Regions from separate parts of the Callithrix jacchus genome. Here region 1 is linked to region 2. Evidence: chromatin contacts called from public Hi-C data. All regions are on one chromosome and are shown on one strand. The core of a region is the stretch at or near the end of the contact, and the rest is flanking DNA. Distances in the headings are between cores, read along the strand shown. Region 1 overlaps MAP2K6 (mitogen-activated protein kinase kinase 6). Region 2 overlaps MAP2K6 (mitogen-activated protein kinase kinase 6).

What was found. Hi-C and Micro-C count contacts between places; a contact is called where the count stands out from the background.
Region 1: a Hi-C map of skeletal muscle shows a contact between it and region 2, with 2.7 times the contacts expected there. The contact joins two enhancer-like sites. A contact is called at or near these places in 2 of 3 Hi-C or Micro-C datasets (induced pluripotent stem cells and skeletal muscle).

What each region holds. Positions count from the first base shown.
Region 1 is chr5:125,533,673-125,537,866 of calJac240_pri, reverse strand. MAP2K6 (mitogen-activated protein kinase kinase 6) reads right to left here. Exons shown (of 14, transcript XM_078374516.1): 10 at 3,393-3,520; 11 at 2,057-2,134; 12 at 324-463. Among named protein-coding and RNA genes, the nearest start is that of MAP2K6, 200 kb to the right of the region's middle. Within about 2 kb of position 2,101, at least 2 of the 16 cell types and tissues checked have an H3K27ac peak or open chromatin away from gene starts, as enhancers often do. A contact at or near this core is called in skeletal muscle, where this site is marked.
Region 2 is chr5:125,363,572-125,367,548 of calJac240_pri, reverse strand. MAP2K6 (mitogen-activated protein kinase kinase 6) reads right to left here. Exons shown (of 14, transcript XM_078374516.1): 3 at 2,425-2,618. The coding sequence starts at 2,458. Among named protein-coding and RNA genes, the nearest start is that of MAP2K6, 29 kb to the right of the region's middle. Within about 2 kb of position 2,613, at least 1 of the 16 cell types and tissues checked has an H3K27ac peak or open chromatin away from gene starts, as enhancers often do. A contact at or near this core is called in skeletal muscle, where this site is marked.

The DNA of each region.
Region 1 (4,194 bases), core at 852-3,351, 170 kb before region 2:
ACTCAGCTCCAGATTTATCTCCTCCAGAAAAGCCTCTCCTGAGGTCTTCCCTCTGAGTTCCTTAAATTGTCCATGCCCCTATCTCCATCACTGGACTTGCCACATTATGCTATAATTATTCATTTATGAGACTTCCCTACTTGACTTTGGGCTCAGTGAGGGCAGCAAATGTGATATGGTCATCTTTCCTTCTCCAGCAGAGAGGGCATACTCCACAAATGCTTTCAGAATGAATGTATGCATGATGGTTCAACCCCGATGGAAGAAACTCATGAAAACTCTTCTTCTTTTGCACTGACACTTGGGAGGTGAGACTCTCTTACCACTGTGAGGTAAAGTCAACAAACTCTGCAGAGAACTTGTCTGCTGGGAGTTGTGGTGATGGCTCCTCTACCACCTGTTTGAGCTGCTGAAATGGAGTTCCCCATGAATCATAGGGAAATCGAAGGATGGCCAACTCAATCTGGAGGAGAGAGGAAACAAGGAGACAACAGTTTCAACAGGGCTGCTTTAGGGAATCACCCGTGTTTCATCTGTGGATAGGCAGAGGGAAACACAAAGCAAAATTGAAGTATAAGTCGGGGGGTGTGGGGGGGGGCAGAGAATAAACTAATAATCTATTCTTTAGCAATTTTCCCCAAATTCCTAGTCCTAGGGATTTTTTTAATATTACTTACTAGACACAGCCACTTAAGCCTATCTAAAACCAGGCCCCTCACTAAAACTCACTGTGGTACTTCATAAAAATTGCAAGCCAACAGTATTAAACTTCAGGATGTAAAGCTACCAGTACTTCAAATGTTTGGTCTGAAAAGTAATTCCCAGCCTAAGACGTTTCCAGAGCTGAGCATATACTGCCACCTGCAGGAGCCTTGGTGAAATGACAGGGGAAAGAAAGCAACCTAGGACCAAATGACTGATCTTTTTTTGGACTTGAGAAAAGGCCACTTTGCATTACAGGATCATGTGTTTTCTGAGCAGGCAGGAGAAATAACTCACGGGATTTATTCAGCTGCTGTGCCTGGGGAGGAGCCAGCACCACAGTGGATAATTCCAGACCTTGGTGATACACTGAAAATGTATGACCACCGAAGTTATAAAATTTATGATCACCAAAGTTATGAATAAGATCTGAATAAATCAATAACTTTATGGCCATGTCTAAGGAAATAATCCTATTGGTTATCATACACTGAGGAGATACCTGACTGATATGGTTTGGCTGTGTCCCCACCCAAATCTCATCTTAAATTGTACCTCCCATAATTCCTACATGTTGTGGGAGGGACCCAGCAGGAGATAATTGAATCATGGGGGTGCAGTTTCCCTCATACTGTTCTGCAGTTCTCATGGTAGTGACAAAGTCTCACGAGATCTGATGATTTTATGAGGTGTTTCCCTTTTCACTTGGCTCTCTCATTCTCTCTTGTCTGCCGCTATGTAAGATATACCTTTCACCTTCCACCACGATTATGAGACCTCCACAGCCTCATGGAACTGTGAGTCCATTAAACCTCTTTTTCTTTTAAATTACCCAGTCTTGGGTATGCACTTATCAGCAGTGTGAAAATGAACTAATATACTCACCTCATCAGACTTTTACTTCTACTTCTCCAATAAAAATATCCTGGGAAGCATACCCTATGTCCTGGATATCACAGCCCTATCAGGGTTGATATAGATTAGCATTCTTTGCATAGCTTAAGCTTCTTGCCTTGGCTTGAATAATTTAATTTTAAACTACAAGGAATCTAGTCAGACCCTCTTATTTTACAGACGAGGATAGCAAGATAGTCCATGTGACTGTAACAATTACTCAAAAAGGCATATAGCTCATCAGAAGTGGAATCAAAAGAAAAACTGATTTCCCCAATCCCATATCAGTATTTCTACTATACCACACTACAAACAATTATTACTCAAAATCTCCTGCCATCTCAGCAGGAGAGGGTGCCCCAAACCAGCATTTAGGGCATTTGTTTCTTGGCCTCAATGTCTACCTCATTCAAGTTTCATGCCCACAGCCTCATAGTTCATGATGATTGGCATACACTACCATCGTGATGCCCAGACTCCAAATGTCAGACTTCACACTGTATCCCTTCTGGTTGAGCTCTGGATTTATTCTTTCAGGCTGGAAAGGAAACAGACAACTGAGAAACTAGGAAGACAATTGAGATAACATTCTTAGTTCAATAGTCTCTGGGGATGGGGGTAGCATCCAAGTAAGTTGTTGTAAGCTGTTAACATGCCTCCCAGGCCAAAAAGACCCAGTTAACTACAATAAATAACAATGTCTCCATGGGGTTTCCCTTCTTCTGTGTTTGTCTTTTCTTGGACACAGTAATGGATCAAGTTCCCTTCATAACAAATTTCAAATTCGCCTTAAGAAGAAATAGGGCATATGTTATAAAGCTACTTTGACCATCTAGAATTATCCTTGTTAAAAACATTAATAGTCCAGAACTCAGAAAAACAAGAGTCAATGGGCTACTGTTCCAGGCTAATAGACCTGAGCAATTTTAGCTAACACAGACAGGAAGCTTTTCAAATAAAAGCACAAGTCTATTTCCAGATAGAATATAGTGTCCGTTCTTTCAGTTAAAGGGGATTCCAAGATCTCTGCTAATGGCAGTGAATCTTCATAGCCTTGAGGTCCTCTCTTGACTAACCTCACTGCCTTGCTTGGGTAGTTTAACTTCTACTTATTATTTTGTCTTCAACAAACAAGGTAATACTCCCCTGCAACACAGTCTGGAAAACTGTGCAGGCTATATGTATTGTGTATATATTTTTTCAAACAACATATCTCTTTCACTTGATTTTTTCAAAGTAACACATAAGTAACTATGGTCTGAATGTTTGTGCCCCACCAAAATCCACATGGTAAAACCTAATTGCACATGTGATGGTATCAGAGGCAGGGCCTTTGGGAGGTGATTAAGTCATAAAGGTGGAACACTAATGAACAGATTGGTCTCTTTATAAAAAAAGCCCTAGAGAGATCCTTCACCCCTTTCACCATGTGAGGACTAAGCAGGAAGGTACTATGTATGATCCTGAGAAAAGTGAACCCTCATCAGACACCAAATCTTCTGGTGCCTTGCTCTTGAATTTCCTAGCTTCCAAAGTGGTGAGAAATAAATTTCTGTTGTTTATAGGCTGCCTGATTTACGTTATTTTGCTATGGCAGCCTGAACAAACTAAGACCATATATGAAGCAAGTGGCTGAAGATTTCAGACAGGAAATGTTTAAGAAAAACTAAGAGGCAGACTACTTCTGGAGTCTCAGGCACATTTCCATTTTCCCTCTGTGGCCATCCCTCTCTTATTTCCCAGCATGATTTGTCAGCAGTAATATGACCAGATGTCACCCTAGCTAAGGTACTTACGGCCATGTATGGCTTGCAACCTGCATCAATTGTTTTAGCTACAGAGTCCACCAAGTAGCCACTGATTCCAAAATCGCACATCTTCACTTGACCAAGAGCATTAATGAGTACGTTAGAAGGCTTGACGTCTGAAAGCAAAAACAACCAGGATCCCATCATTCCAGCCGGCTTTCAAGATTCATTTCTCTACCACCAGAGGGCCTAAAAACTCCATTTGTCCTTCATCTTCCTTTCTGCAAGTTCTTCTACACAGAAGTAACTGCCATCTCTGACTCGTAGTTATAAACTGCTTATTGCTTTCAACCTGATTTTCTATTGCATGCTTTGTTCATTCCTTGTAGAACCATGAATTTCTCAATACAAAGAACTTTTTTCTCCACTTATTTTATGATCTTCATTGCCCTCATACTTGCAATAAGAGCCTAAAAAATTATAACTGAATCAAATAATTCAAAATGATCTATTGATATTTAATGTAGGAATAATAAACCAAAGAACAAAAAGGCAGACTGTGACACAATGATAAACCAAATATGACCAAAGCAACCTTTTTTTTGCTTTTGTTTTTGGTTGGTTTGGTTTTTTTCTTCAAGATAAGGTCTTGCTCTATCACTCAACTGGTATGCAGTGGTGTGATCATAGCTCACTGCAACCTCAAACTCCTGGGCTCAAATCATCCTAACCTGCCCTCAGTCTCCTGAGTAGCTAGGACTACAGGTGTGCACCACCATTCCCAGCTTTTTTTTTTTTTTTTGGGATAGACAGGATGTCTCTGTGTTGACCAGGCTGGTCTCAAACTCCT
Region 2 (3,977 bases), core at 1,364-3,863:
TAATTTTTATATTTTTAGTAGAGATGCGGTTTCTCCATGTTGGTCAGGCTGGTCTCAAACTCCCAACATCAGGTGATCCACCTGCTGGGATTATAGGCGTGAGCCACTGTGCCCGGCCCATAATAGCTTTTTATCCTACAATTTTCTTTCTTTTCTTTTCTTTTCTTTTTTTTTTTTTTTTTTTGAGACAGAGTCTCACTTTTGTCACCCATGCTAGAGTTCAGTGACTCGATCTCAGCTCACTGCAACCTCCACCTCCTGGGTTCAAGCCATTCTTGTGCCTCAGCCTCTTGAGTAGCTGGGATTACAGACGTGCGCCACCATGCCTGGCTAATTTTTGTGCTTTTAGTAGAAACGGGGTTTCACCATGTTGGCCAGGATGGTCTCGAACTCCCAACCTCAGATGATCCGTCTGTCTCGGCCTCCCAAAGTGTTGAGATTACAGGCATGAGCCACTGCACCTGGCCATTATTCCACATTTTAAAATAGAACATAATCATTTTCTTGGGATTAAAAAAATTAAAAGTTTTGGCTGTCTAATTTTCTGTCTATGTTGTACCACAACACACTCAACTATTTTTTGAGTGTGTTAGGGTACAAACACACATTTGTGTGCTGTGGCCAAAGAAAATATCTTTTGAACATTGTGTTGTTTTCTATTTTAAATTGTAAATAAAGAATGTGATGAATTTAAATAAGCTCCCATCCAGGGCTACATTTCAGTTCCCTGTCCTCCTCCCCCCCGCCACCTTATACTATGTACACAGTATAGATTGCTGGAAGTTGAATTACTTGATCTAAGGGTATGAATATTACTGAGTTATGTTTCCCACTCAAATTCATATGTTAGTTAGGCCTAATCTCCAATGTGACTATATCTGGAGAGAGGGTCATTAGGAAATAAAGTCACAAGGGTAGGACCCTAACCAATAGAAAGACTACTATAGTCTTATCAGTCTTATAAGAAGAGAAAGATATTTCTCTCTCTCCCCTGCAGCCCTGCTCTGTGAGGACATAGCAAGAAGGCAGCCCTCTATAAGCCAGAGAGAGCCCTCACCAGAAATCAAATCAGCTGGCACCTTTTCTTGGACTCCAGCCTCCAGAACTGTGAGAAATAAATTTCTATTGGTTAAGCCACCGAGTCTATGGTATTTTAATTTTATTATGGCAGCCTATGCAAACTAATAAAAATGCATTTGTTTTTTTTTTTTGGAAAGAGTTTCCCTCTGTTACTCAGGCTGGAGTACAGTAACACGATCTCAGCTCACTGCAACCTCTGCCTCCAGGGTTCAAGCGATTCTGGTGCCTCAGTCTCCCGAGTAGCTGGGATAACAGGCATGTACCACCATGACAGGGTAGTTTTTGTATTTTCATTAGAGATGGTGTTTCACCATGTTAGCCAGGTTGGTCTCAAACTCCTGGTCTCAAGTGATCCAGCTGCCTCAGCCTCCTGAAGTGCTAGAATTCAGGTGTGAGCCACCACGCCTGGCTTAAAAACATTTTTAAAGTTCTTGACACATGTTGATAAATTACTTTTGAGAAAGAGGTTACCAACACACACTACTCTGGCAGTATATAAGAAGCTCTATTGCCCTGTACCCTCAACAACATTCAAAAAAAATTTTTTAAACTTCATTCTAAAATATATATGTTTAAAGTATTTAAAAGTTCATACTTTTAAAGTTTTGTTTCATCAAAATTGTCTTCATTTTTATGGCATTGGCCCCTGAATCTGCCCATGTATTTTCAAGTTCCCAGTGTAGTAATATTTCATAGAAATAAAAATGTCTACTTGGGAATCCCAAAACAAAGCAAACAAACACATACAAACATTTAAAACTTTCAGCATTTTATCATTTCCATTTTTATAGTTATGTAAAGGAAAAGCTAAGAATTAAAAACCTGAGATTGTTTCAAGGCCATGTAAAAACAGGATCAACAATCAAAGACCATGATACAGGCTCTCTGATTTAAACCACTCACCTATTTGGAACAGAAAGATTTCATATTTGTTAGAAAGTAGTCATACCGAAAAATTGCCATAGAAGTGTAAATACATTCTCCCTTAATAAATTTAAATAAAGCCCTTACTTGCAGAACACTCTCCTTTTCTTGTTAAACACCGTAAATTATTATAGGTTTCATGCACAATAATTTTCTCTCCTGCTTGAAATAGAAATAAGTGATTTAAGAGATATGTTGGAGTTTAAAACTAAATTCCACTTCCCCATCTAGTTTTATACTGAGAACAGTGTAATGTACTCTCCACAAAATGCAAATATTTGCAGTATTAATTAGTTTACAATTAAACAGCAACAGAAATTTGCCAATTAATGCCACTGATAATTATCTTGAGGACAAACTCAGGGTGTTGTGACTTTATGTCTGACTCACTTTTCCATTCTTACTCCATTCTTAACTCACCTGTTCCATTCAGTATTACTTTACAGTACATCATGGACTCTTTTCCTAACTTGGCCTTGAGTTGGCACCAAGTGCATGGAGATGAAAATATCTTTCACGTCAGTCTGTCTTGCCTCATAACATTCTCAAGCTGTTTTCCCCATTTTAGCATTTCAAGGGCAGTTCTCTCCTACTGGGTCCTCTTAAAGAGGTGCCTGCAGTTGATAATAGAAGAAAGAAAAGAGGAAATTAAATTCACCTGTTCTGATCAAGCAGGCAAAAGGGGACAATCCAATGTCAAACAAAAGATATTTCAAAAGTCAACGGACTTTTGTTGTCTGAAAAGCCAGCCAGAAATGTCCTCAACCCAGAAAGTTTTTCTTATGGGCTCTGAATGTGCATCTTAATGTTATTTTTATAACATCAATGTTAGTTTTTATCTACCATAAATAGAAAAAAAACCCCACAACAACAAACCACTGAGTTGAGGAATTGGAATGATGATTACAGCAGTGTGATGAGTGAGTAGGGCATGGAATTAAAATGTCAGTTCTTCATATAGAAAATGTTACATTTCAGAAAAGAAACCCTCCATGGTTCTAAAAAGAAGTCACTTCAGTGATACTTTTTTTTTTTTTTTCAATTTAGAAGTTCAGGGGTCAGAGGTGTTTGAACCAGAACAAACTCCATCTTGAATAGAAGCTTGGTAAAATAAGGCTGAGACCTACTAGGCTGCACTCATTAAAGTATTCTTAGTCACAGAATGAAATAGGAGGTCGGCATAAGATATAGGTCATGCTGGGTGCCGTGGCTCATGTCTGTAATCCCAGCACTTTGGGAGACCAAAGCGAGTGGATCACCTGAGGTCGGGAGTTCGAGACCAGCCTGACCAACATGGAGAAACCCTGTCTCTACTAAAAATACAAAATTAGCTGGGCATGGTGGGGCATGCCTATAATCCTAGCTATTCGGGAGGTTGGGGCAGGAGAATCACTTGAACCCAGGAAGCAGAGGTTGCAGTGAGCCGAGATTGCGCCATTCACTCCAGCCTGGACGACAAGAGTGAAACTCCGTCTCACACACACAAAAAAAGATACAGGTCATAAAGACCTTGCTGATAAAACAGGTTGCATAAAGAAGCTGGCTAAAACCCACCAAAACCAAGAAGACAATGACAGTGACCTCTGGTGGTCTTCACTGCTACACTCCCAACAGCACCATGACAGTTTACAAATGCCATAGCAACATTGGGAAGTTACCCTACATGGTCCAAAAAGGGGAAGTATAAATAGTCCACCCCTTGTTTAGCATATAATCAAGAAATAACCATGAAAATGGGCAATCCTCAGCCCTCGGGGCTGCTTTATTCCTTTTCCTTCTTAATAAACTTGCTTTCACTTAATAAACTTGCTTTCACTTGCTTTATGGACTGCCTTGAATTCTTTCTCCCACGAGATCCAAGAACCCTCTCTTGGAGTCTGGATCAGGACTCCTTTCCAGTAACAGGGGTATAACAATTCTAATTTCTTAAATATCTAATGTGTGCTATAAATTGAACAGAAAAGATGCAAATA